Regions from separate parts of the Ovis aries genome. Here region 1 is linked to region 2. A link is a contact called in public Hi-C data. All regions are on one chromosome and are shown on one strand. The core of a region is the stretch at or near the end of the contact, and the rest is flanking DNA. Distances in the headings are between cores, read along the strand shown.

What was found. A called contact is a pair of places that touch in the nucleus more often than the background predicts.
Region 1: a Hi-C map of liver shows a contact between it and region 2, with 2.6 times the contacts expected there. The contact joins the promoter of MTAP here to the enhancer-like site in region 2. A contact is called at or near these places in 2 of 16 Hi-C or Micro-C datasets (liver and mixed tissues).

The regions. Positions count from the first base shown.
Region 1 is chr2:90,627,390-90,633,696 of ARS-UI_Ramb_v3.0, reverse strand. MTAP (methylthioadenosine phosphorylase) reads right to left here and starts at 2,983. Exons shown (of 7, transcript XM_060411004.1): 1 at 2,864-2,983. The coding sequence starts at 2,896.
Region 2 is chr2:90,482,704-90,488,783 of ARS-UI_Ramb_v3.0, reverse strand. No RefSeq gene overlaps it. Among named protein-coding and RNA genes, the nearest start is that of TRNAS-GCU, 64 kb to the left of the region's middle. Within about 2 kb of position 4,758, at least 2 of the 54 cell types and tissues checked have an H3K27ac peak or open chromatin away from gene starts, as enhancers often do. A contact at or near this core is called in liver, where this site is marked.

The DNA.
Region 1 (6,307 bases), core at 1,734-4,233, 150 kb before region 2:
ACCATGACTGGGGGAGTGCTACAAGCATGTTGTGGGGAGAAGGGACCCAGGATGTGTTTCTTTTATGTCCAACAATGCTCAGGACAGTTCTACTAAGGGAGGAACCATCCTGTCCTTGGGTCTCTAGGCAGAAAACAAAGGCTCCTTGTCATGTGGTTTCCAGTTGGGGTCTGCGGGTTGTCTACCAGATTTTAAGGTCACTCAAGGACTTTTCAGTGTAAGGTCCACACTCAGCCAGCAAAAGGGAGAGCTTCAAAGGCCTGTCCTCCACAGTCTACACTCCATAACTGGCCCATCATCCCCCTTACTACCATTTTGTTTACAGCGCACTACCCAACTATGATGGGACCACATCCCCTCCTTGTCATAGCAATCATGTAAACAAGATTGATTTTTAATCTTTCAGAGTAGAAGCTGGGCAGCTGCCTAAGGGAGCCATGGCCCATTAAAGGAGCCCCTCAGAATGGCAGAGACTGGTTCAAACCTTCTACGTGGTTAAGCATGCCACCTGCCCTTGCCTGGTGCCGTAGGATACGGTATATCTGAGGTCCTCTCAGACACTGGCTGCTATTAATTCTGTGGGAGAGTGTCCGGAAGGCACTTGGAAGGCTGCTTGCTTATGGACACACTTTATACTCCGTCTTCCTTAAAGCTGCATGACCTTTCTCAACACAGTAAAACAGGGCACAGGGACCACATGTGTCAGAGTTCAGAAATGGCTCACAGCACCTAACTGGTGGAATGTCTACACCAGTTCAATCACTGTCTAGGTCCAGCTGTGTAATTCTGGACTCTTTAGGTGACCTTTCTGGGCCTCTGAAAAGAGGTATGTGTGGTTATATGGTCTTAAGGAACACTCTAGCTCTACAGTTTATGATCTGGGGCTACGATATGATTTTCATTAGCTTATTTTGCTCAGGACATTACCATCTCGTGTTCTTTATATAGGATGTTGCCTCAACAGTCTGGCAGAAATGGTGTAGGAATAAAGGAATTGCAACAGCAATGTTTTCACCTGTTCTGACTCCAAAGAGAAATCAGCAGGCAGGCCCAGCACTATTTGGACCTATTAATTTTATATTCAGCAGCTGGCCAAGAACACATATACATCATTCAATATTTACATCAGAGTTCTAATCACAGTGCCCATTCTGCACTTAAATGCACTAATTTACAGGGAAACTGTGTGGTAGGGAGAATGCCAAACGAGGTTAAAGTGAGACTGTTTTAAATATCACCCCTCTTTATCTTTAACGTCACTCTAAGTGCATTCCTGTAAGAGAAAGGCAATAGTTTCTTGCTTGCCCACTGAAAGCTGCAACCTAATTTAATTTTTGGAAAAAAGATAATCAAAATTAATCTCAGCTCCCCCACTTGGAAGCGCTACCACTGAATAAGTTTCAGCCACATGCTAAAAGACAATACAATTCTAATGTCCCAGCAAACCCTACAGTAAGGTTCCCATTTTACTGAAATGAAAAAGAGCTTCGTAAAAATTCTGCTTTGTTCTCTATGACTGATAAGGAAGAGGTAGTCTACAAATACTTGTTTAGTGCAAGATTCTTTTCGAAATGGAAAAAGGAATTTAGTATCTTAAGTGTGACTGCAACTCTGCCCCCCCCCCCCCCCCCTTTTCATCTAGTGTCTCTGATAGCTGCAAGGGCCTACTAAGGTAATCACTCTGGCTGAGTACACACTGACCACAGATTTGCTTTCTCCAGGGGAACTGAAAACTGATTCCACAAAACGTGGAATCATGGACCTTCCTATCTCATCAGCCAAGAATGTCTAAAGCCAGACAAGTTAACTGACCTCTTAGCTGGTTAGGCCTGAAAGCGATGTTAACTTTGATCATTAATTTACTTCTGTGGACTGTAATTCTACATTCCCCGCCCCCCCCCCCCCCCCCCAAGCCAGGACCAACAGGAAAAACTGTTTAAAAGCCCCTGGGAAACTCGTTGCAAACCTTGGAACTACTGGTCAAAGCTTCCACAGTACAATGATCCCTTATACGGAGACCCCTGAAGACCGAGGGCAAGGAAACTGATCTCCACCTTCCAAGGTTGCCCACAAAGCAGTTTGGGCTGCCCTGGTGGCTCAATGGTGTAAGAATTCGCTGCCAAGGGGGAGTCGGGGTTCAATCCCTGGGTCGGGAAGATCCTATGGAGAAGGAAATGGCAACCCACTCCAGTATTCTTGCCTGGGAAATCCCAAGGATAGAGGAGCCTGGTGGGCTATGGTGGTCCATGCGGTCCCAAAGAGTCCCACACGACTTAGCGACTAAACAACAGCAAAGCAGGTTAAAGCCAGAGGCCTCCAAACAGGGAGCGGCCCAGTACTCCTATACTCCATTTCGGTGTTGTAAAAACTCTCAAGAGTTCCCAAAGCAGAGAAGGCCTACGTTTAGAACACAAACAAAAAGCCGGAAGCTTGCAAAAGAGCAAGCATGCAGTTTTCCCACGTGGGCCGCGGGCGGAGGGCCAAGTCGGAGCGGAAGCGTTTAAGTCGGGCAGGGCTCAGGGCTCGAGGAGACCTTCAGGGGTTGTAGGTGCCCACCCCGCGGCACACCCAGCCCCAGCCTGACCCATCTGCTCGGAAAGGTACTTGCAGTACCGATTCGCGGCCCCTCTCCGAAGGGCGTGCCTTCGCCCTGCGTGAGCAGCTGAGACCTAAGGCAAGGCAATGGCAAACTCTGCAGTGGTTTCCTGTCCCTCGCTCGCCGCCCCGGGCTAAGCCGCAGACCCTCCCCGCCGCGGCGGGGGCGCCCCCGCTAGGCGCACGGCCCAGAGGCGCTGTCCGCCCGGAAGAGAGAGACAGCGTACAGGTCAGGCAGGATCGCAGCAGCCAGGACGTCTAATCTCACCTTCACGGCAGCCGGAGTGGCACCTGAGGACATGTCTGGCGAGGAAGGAGCGGCGGCCACGCTCGGGATGGAGGCGGGGAACAGAGCAGCTGCGCGGGTGCAGGCGCGCGGCGCGGGACTGAGCAGGGAGGTCCTGGGGTCGGCGGTGGCTCCGCCTCTTCCTCCCGGGGACAGCTGGATTGGCTGCTGGCGTGGGCTCTCCCCCGCCTCCCCTCTCAATTCCAGACGCCCGCCTCCCGCCTCTTCTGCAGACCTTTTCGGTTCTCGGTTGATTTCCCTGCCTCGCCTCCCCCCCAGTTGTAGCTAACGGGTTCATGATAGTGATAATAATAGGGACCGTTGATTGACAGCTTATGCTGTTCCAGACTTTGTGCTTTGCACTCTCATCGGCTCTGTTAACTTTCGCAAGAACACGACAAGGAAGAGCAGCGCTTCTGGCGCCGTCTCGTATCCGCGGCAAGCTCGGCCTCATCTGTAGAGTCGGGCCCATCTTGTTCCAGAAGTTCTCGGGGGCGGGGGAGGGAGAATCGTGGCGACGAGGGGACAGGCTCTTCGCTGAGGCTGCCTCCAGCTGCGAATGTGGGGCGGGGTGCCGTTGACTCGTCTCATCCCCGGTACTCAACCGGGGGTTTGCTCCTTTCTGTTAAGTCGTTGGAGACAGAACAGAGTGGGGTTGGCTGGCCCAAGACTCTGGGATGACAGAAAGAAACAGGGTAACGTGCTGCTGGATAATGATAAACTTTCTGACCTACAAACTCTGGCTATGGGGCAGGTTTTCCACGGGATAAACCATACCCTAACTTCCAGCCTGGGTCCACAATGCCAAGGCCGACTTCAACCCAAACCAACCCGATCAAAGTCCAATTCAACTAGATTCAGAATCCGGATTTCTGTCATCACTCAACCACTAGTTGGGTACCCCCCACCTCCACCCGCCCTTTCACGTTGCACCAGCCCTTCATTGGGATAATCCAATTTAAACTCTTTGGATGAGTTGAATTCTCTTCAACAAAATGCTGGGTGACAGTGATATTCTGATAGGCAGAAATGTTGCGAAGATTTTACTCTGGGGGTGGGAGAATGGCTGTGGAGGGGTGAACTTCCTTTTTTCCCTACAGCAGTAAAACTGAAACCCCACACAAGTATAACTTCATTCAGACATCACTGGGTGCTTCCCATATCCTGTTTACTTAAAACAGTAAAAATTTTCACTCATTATTTGCTCAAGATGTAACTTTTCTTGCAATGTAAAGTTTTCTTCTGTTTCTTTTAAATTATAAAATGAAATGGCAAAGTGGAAGACTGGAGTGCTCCTTTGAAAGGGCAGGGGGCTGCAAGTTGCTCCTGAATGTGGTTTCCTAGGAGCTTGTCTGCTCAGAGGGGAACCACTGCAGGGACACAGAGACCTTGGGTTACATGGTGCTTCACAGTTAGGGAATCTTGACAAACTTAGGTGCTTTGATGTAAGATAACTACCACCAGAGTTTGAACCCTTATCAATAAGAAACAATAAAACACAGTCACAGCCCTTAGGTAAGAGGTCTGCAAACCTTGCCTACAAAGAAGCAAAAATTAAGGAGTGTGTGAAGTTAAAAAACACAGACAATATCTAACTGAATGAGCCTGGCTGTATTCCAGTGCAACCTTATGGACACTTAAATTTGAATTTCATATAGTTTTCACCTGTGACAAAATATTCTTTAGATATTTACCCAGTCACTTAAGATTGTAAAAATTATCCTTAGTTTGAAGCTATACAAAAACAGATGGAAAGCTGGGTCAGCTGTGGAGAGCTTGTCCTGTTGCTGATAGCCCACTACTCATAGGGGCAAAAGATAGATAATATCTAATTGAATGAACTTCTCTCCTCCCGGAAGCAGATGACCTTTGGGCTGACTTATCAGACAGTGCTTTGATAAGCAGGCAATAATCTTTTTGGCTTATTTCCAAGTTTGGATAATTTTTTTTTCTTAACAAGGCCCAGAATCAAAATAGGCCAAAATTTCTGATAGTCAGTGGTCTCTCCCTTTATGATTGGCATAGAGAATCTGGAACAAGATAAGGTGTCTATAACCTTATCTTGCCCTGCTGTTCTTGCCTTGTAAATTCCCTCTGTTTATCTGTACCTTGTCTTTCTGAAGACAATTCTAAAAAAGTACTCAGGCCACCTTATAAGTTCTGATTAAGGTACTATATCGATATTTCAGTGGTTTAGTTGCTAAGTAGTATCTGATTCTTTGCAACCACATGGACTGTAGCCCACCAGGCTTCTCTGTCCATAGGATTTCCCAGGCAAGATTACTGGAGAGTGTTGCCATTTCCTCCTCCAGGGGATTTTCCCTACTCAGGGATTGAGCCCGAGTCTCCTGCATTGCAGGCAGATTCTTTTACTGCTAAGCCACTAGGGAAGCCCCAGCAATCCCATATTTAATAAAAATGGAGTGTCCAGCAATAACATGTAACTTGTATCTTTGATTGAGGGAGGAAACACATGATTTGAAATGAGATAATAAGAGTCAGTTTTGACCAGCTATTTTGAACTTGGTGTGCTCGAGATAGTTGGAGATTCCCCTATTTAACTGTCTTATTTCATCCAATCAATTTCTACTTCTTTAGTTTTTTCCATTACTTATTTCTACCATGAGTTCATTTCGCCCTAAAATGCCTAGAAATAGCTTCCATTCAACTCATCTTGTCTTTTCTTCCATGTTCACTTCAAATTGTGTCTGTCCCTTCATTTCTGGAGATCCCACCAAAGGTGAATTGTTATGTATTATTTGGATTTGTTGAAGGAAAATCTTGATCACTCTCCCTAGAGCAATGCTGCACAGGAGGAATGCATTCTGGTTAACAGAATGGCTCTCCATCCTGGAATTACAAAGTCCTCACATCCTCTGAGGTAGTTATTATTGTTTCTATTATAAGAAAAGGAATATCAAGATGAATTCCTAAAGCCTATTCACCTCCGCTGGTGAAGCAAAGAGTATGCAATCTTGTCATAAAGAGACAGGGAACAGACTTAGAGAGTGAACTTATGGTTACCAGGGGGGAAGGGTAGGGGAGAGTGGGAGTTTGGGATTGACATGTGCACTCTACTGTATTTTAAATAGATAACTAAAAAGGACCTACTTTAAAAATAAATACAGTTTAAACAAGATGCAAATGACATTACATGAAAATGCTTGAAAATAAAAATATGTGCCATAGAGTATCTATATAACTAGATCGTTCTCTGTATCTCCTTCTTATTGTGAAACACAGGCATCACGAATTCTCAAAAAAAAAAAAAAAAAAAAGAAGAAGGAAAGAAAAGAGAAAGAGACATGGGCATTTCTGTACTCTGGAAGAAAAAGGACCAGGATGTTTTAAGTGCTCAACTATATTTTAACATACAGTTGCGATGTAATACGCTCTGTTCAGTAAGTCAGTATCTGAGCTACGACA
Region 2 (6,080 bases), core at 3,509-6,008:
CTCAAGTGGCTATTGTTTCTTCCTTCTAGCTATCTATGGGAACATAGCCCTGAAAATATTTTAGAAATGGGAAAATATTATTCAGTATTCAGATTTGTTTTACGCTTCCCTTTTTCATAAAATAAAACAGAACACTCAAGTGGTATATTTCTGAAATGTTAGGAATCAGATAGTATCCTATTTTCCTTTATACCCAGCTTGTTTTGTTATAAAACTCCTGGGTCTTTTATTTTTTCCTTGAGAGAGATATACTTACTACTCTGTGACAGCTCTTTCAGAGTTGGTGCTTACACAAAAGAAATCTGAAAATAACCTGATTTTGGCTCTTTCCATAGTAAGTTGTAACAGGCATTGTTCCCCTTGTTTAGATGCTTGTAGATTTCACACAGTTTAAACTTTTATCATAGTCTGTGCTGGCATATTTTTGGTATTAATTTTCATTTGATTAGTCTATGAAGCAAATAAATATGAAAGGAACCTGAATCAAAGCTAAAGGAAAGACAGTGTGTAAGTAGAGGAGCAAGGGGGAGAGGGGCTGAAGGGCAAGAGATGATGTATGTTCAGTGCCTCCCATTTCATATGGAGGCTTGTAGAAAGTGATGGCTACATTCCAAGCTTAGTTAGGCAAGGACCTAACAGAAGCAGAAGAGATTAAGAAGAGGTGGCAAGAATACACAGAAGAACTATACAAAAAATGGTCTTAATGACCTGATAACCGCAGTGCTGTAGTCACTCACCTAGAGCCACACATACTGGAGTGTGAAGTCAAGTGGGCCTTAGGAAGCATCGTTGTTCATTCTCTAAGTCATGTCCTATTTTTCATGACCACATGGACTGCAGCACACCAGGCTTCCCTGTCCTTCACTATCTTCCAGACTTAGCATCACCAACTCAATGGACATGAATCTGAGCAATCTAACCATCTCATCCTCTGCCACCCTCTTCTCCTTTTGCCTTCAAATTTTCCCGGCATCAGGGTCTTTCCCGTAGGAAGCATTACTATGAATGAAGCTAGTGGAGGTGATAGAATTCCAGCTGAACTATTTAAAATCCTAAAAGGTGATGCTGTTAAAGTGCTGCACTCAATATGACAACATATTTGGAAAACTCAACAGTGGCCACAGGACTGGAAAAGGTCAGCTTTCCTCCCAATTCCAAAGAAAGGCAATGCCAAAGAATTTTCAAATTGCCATACAATTGGGCTTGTACTTGTTGTCACATACTAACAAGGTAGCGTTCAAAATCCTTTAAGCTTCAGCAGTACATGACCAAGAACTCTCAGACGTTCAAGCTGAATTTAGAAAAGGCAGAGATCAAATTGCCAATATCTGTTGGGCCAAGGTGAAGGTGAAGTCGCTCAGTCGTGTCCGACTCTTTGTGACCCCATGGACTGTAACCTACTAGGCTTCTCCGTCCATGGGATTCTCCAGGCAAGAATACTGGAGTGGATTGCCATTTCCTTCTCCATGGGATCTTCCTGACCCAGGGATCGAACCCGGGTTTCCCACATTGGAGGCAGACGCTTTAACCTCTGAGCCACCAGGGAAGCCCCAGAGAAAGCAAAGGAATTCCAGAAAAACATATGCTTCATTGACAACATGAAAGCCTTTGACTTTGTGGATCACAACAAACTGTGGAAAATTCTTAAAGAGATGGGAATGCCAGACCACCTTACCTGCCTCCTGAGAAATCTGTATGCAGGTCAAGAAGCAACAATTAGAACCAGACATGGAACAATGGCCTTTTTCAAAATTGGGAAAGGAGTACATCAACGCTGTATATCGTCACCCTGCTTATTTAACTTAAATGCAGAGTACATAATGTGAAATGTCAGGCTGTATGAATCCCAAGCTGGAATAAAGATTCCCAGGAGAAATATAGATAACCTCAGATATGCAGATGATACCACCCTAATAGCAGAAAGCGAAGAGGAACTAAAGAGTTTCTTGATGAGGGTGAAAGATGAGAGTGAAAAAACTGGTTTAAAACTGAACATTCAAAAAACTAAGATCATGGCAACCAGTCCCATCACATCATGGCAAATAGATTGGGGGGAAAAGTAGAATCAGTGACAGATTTTATTTTCTTGGGATCCAAAATCACTGTAGACGGTGACTATAGCCATGAAATGAAGACGCTTGCTCCTTGGAAGAAAAGTTATGATAAATCTAGACAGCATTTTAAGAAGCAGAAACATCACTTTGCTGACAAAAGTCTGGTTTTTCCAGTAGTTATGCACAAATGTGAAAGCTGGACCATAAAGAAGGCTGAGCCCTGAAGAACTGATGCTTTCAAATTGTGGTCTTCTTCAGCAGAAGACTCTGGAGAGTCCCTTGGACAGCAAGGAAACCAAACCAGTCAATCCTAAAGGAAATCAGTCCTGAATATTCATTGAAAGCACTGATGCTGAAGCTGAAGCTCTAATAACTTTGGCCACCTCATGTGAAGAACTGACTCACTGGAAAAGCCCCTGAAGCCAGGAAAGATTGAGGGCAAGAGAAGAAGGGAGTGACAGAGGATGAGATGGTTGGATAGCATTGTTGGCTCAGTGGACATGGTGTGAGCAAACTCTGGAAGATGGTGAAGGACAGGGAGACCTGGCATGCTGCAGGCCATGGGGTCGCAAAGAATTGGAAGTGACTCAGCAACTGAATAACAACGTTCCAAGATATGACACATTCTGGGAGGAGAGGGAGAGTACTTGTGGCCAGCAAGGAAATGACTGGGAACTGGGACCCACAGGAGAATTCCTCAAAGACTGGAGTCAGCAGCATGGAGCCTCAGCGGGGCAGTGAGTGTGAGTCTTGGACTAGTGTTGTTGACGTGTAAGGGATCAAGAGGTCTCAGCAGGGGCTTCTAGACCTTAGCAATAGTTGGTATCTGAAAAGTACCTGAATCATAGTTCCTGGGAGGGTTCTGGGTGGATATAAAAAATAGGTGGAAGGCAGGGTAGATTTGTGTAAACACCAGCAATCAGTTCAGAAGTGTAAGTTCTCTGAAACTAATGCACTAAAAATTTGGGGTTTAGGATCTCAGAATAATATCAAACCCTATTGACTCTTAAGGAGGTGGCTCAGACCTCAGTAGTGTAGTGTCAGCAAATGTTCAGCTTGTACACCTAGCTTGGGATGGGCAGAAGTTGACAAAATCTTAGTGGGGAGAGTGAACAAGTGTGGGCAATTGTTAAGTGTTGCCTATATACCCAGTGCTATGATAACTTCTCTATTTGCCTTACTGTTTAATCCTCACAATCCCTTTATGAAATGGTCTTCCCTGGTAACTTAGATGGTAAAGAATCTGCCTGCAATGCGGGAGACCTGGGTTCAGTCACTGGGTCAGGAAGATTCGCTGGAGAAGGGAATGGCTACCCACTCCAGTATTCTTGCCTGGAGAATTCCATTGGCAGAGGAGCCTGGCAAACTGTACAGTCCACAGGGTGGCAGAGTCAGACACGACTGAGCAATTAACCCACACTTTATGATGTGGAAATCATAATTCCATTTTAGAGCTAAAAATGTTTTTTGAGGTTTAAATACTTATGAAATGTCATATCTTAGTAGGTACTTAAATTTGGCATTTATTGTTCTTGCCTAGGACATTTTTGGTTTTTAACAGTTTCATAACTATTTCAGGGAAATTTCTTTAGAAGAGACTGAAAGTTCTCCTCATTTTGCCATCTTCATAGATGTCTCCTATATGTGTGTGTGTGTGTGTGTGTGTGTGTGTGTGTGTGTTTTGCAGCACATGCAGTAAAGTGAGTCTGACCATCTAGAATGGTGGTGCTTGAACTTCAGTGTGCATGCGAAACAGCTGGGGAGCCTGTTAAATTTGCAGACTCCAGAGGGTTTCCCTGAGTCCAGTACATCTGGAGTGGGACCCAGGGATCTACGTTTTGAACAATCATCCGATGTGTATTCAGCTATAAGTTGTCCGTGGACTATACACTGAGGTAGACCGGAAATGAGCAGCATAGATCTAGATTATGCTCCTCTCTACATTTGGTCCAGGGCCCCTGTTCCCCCAGCATCATTTGATTATAAAATCAAAGGAGAAGTCACGGAACTGTACTCATTGCCCTTCACTGCTGCGGGGAGGGGAGGGCTGACGGGAGAGTAGTCAAGCTGCTGAGATGTAGGTCAAGGAAGAGCCACAGGATGGTTTACACAGTGCTGCTTTGACTGGCAAATACTGGATTACAAGGTCAAAGTCAGAGTGGTCTGGAACATTTCCAAGCAGAATAGACAAACCCAGAGGCCAACTTTAACAGGCTCTATCTACTAACAATTTTAGTATTTTGTATTTTTAAAATAGTGAAAATAATTCTGAGGCAAAGGCTAAAAGTATTTCAATAGATAATTTAAATTTAAAATAATCAGTAGTATTGGGGTCATGCCAGAAAGAAATACAGATATACTGTTAAATACTTATTTATTCTAAAAGTGTTTTTTAATTGATAACAGATATGGATGGTTCAAACTAGTACAGTTTTTAGTAGGAATTTTTTGTTTCTAGATACAAACCTAAACTTTTTAGGTAGGATACTTTTAAAAATTGTGATAAAAGTCACATAAAATATACTATTTTTTATCTTAGCTGGACAGTTCAGTGGCACTAAGGACATTCACACTGTTGTACAAATCTCACCATCATCCATCTCCCAAATTTTTTTAAACTAAAACTCTGTCCCCATTAAACATTAACTCCCCATCCTCTCTCCCTCACCTTCCCACCCCTCAGCTTCTGGCATCTGCCAGTGTACTTTCTGACTCTATGAATTTTACTATTCTAGGTATCTCATATAAGTGGAATCAAACAGAGTTTTACCTGATGTATATTGGAATGCATTTTTAAAGTTACCAATATATTAGGTAGGACACTTTTTACTTATGCAGGCATACATATTTCACTTAATGTAAGAGATTGAGTCCTAAAAACTTGCTAGCAAGTGGACTTCTAGAAATGCGGTCATATTGAAAACTTGGCATTTACAGGAACTTGATAATCCTTTTGTGAGGATGAAAAAAAAATAATCACTCACGAATTGGTAAACCTAGAGTTAATTATATCTCTATACTTTAATATGAATTTCAGCAGCATTTGAAATAGTGCAAAATAAATAAGGACAGATAAAAAGTGTCTTTGGAATAAATGATTTGATAGCAATGAAAAAGATCATATGGAAAATTTTACCTGAATAAGTAAACCTAAAAATAAGCAAGGGCTTCCCTGGTGGCTCAGACAGTAAAGAATCTGCCTGCAATACAGGAGACCTGGGTTCAATCTCTGGGTCAGGAAGAGTCCCTAGAGAAGGGAATGACTACCCACTCCATTATTCTTGCCTGGAGAATCCCATGGACAGAAGAACCTGGTGGGCTATAGTCCATGGGGTTGCAAAGAATTGAACACAATTGAGTGACTAACACTTTCACTTTCAAAAATTAGCAATCTTAACTTTACAATAAATCACTATTTACAGTAAGAGGATAACTAATGTAAGTTATGAAAGCAAAGTATAAAGACCAGTAGAATAATCAATTTTATGACATATTTCTCATGACAGAGAACATATTGTTATGTAAAGACCATGACAATTCCACTAAAAAGAATAAGTTGAGAGTGCCAGGTGTCATATTAATGAAGGACTGTAACTATCAAAGAAAGTGGGTTCAGTACATCTGGCTTCTCTTTCATGGAAACTGGCAAAACATCACTGGTCCTAATCCTACAGATGTAGATGTTTAAAACAGGTTGAGGCAGCAACATTTTATAGGCCAGCATGAAAAGAAAAACAATCACAGGAATGATATAATTATGGGGTAATAAAAACATAAACACCATTATTGCATTAATTTTACATTTGGACTTTTCTCCCATGGTTGGCTTTCCAGCTTATAAGTACAAGGTTTTGATTACAAAAATCATTCAGATATTTGGTCATTTATCCATCCTAATACACACACACACACACACACACACACACACACACACACACACTGGATTTGATCAGTTTGGTAGTTTGCTGTAACTGGTCATTTAAAAGAACAGAGGATTTAGGTTTTTACTAAATTAAAGAGAAAGAA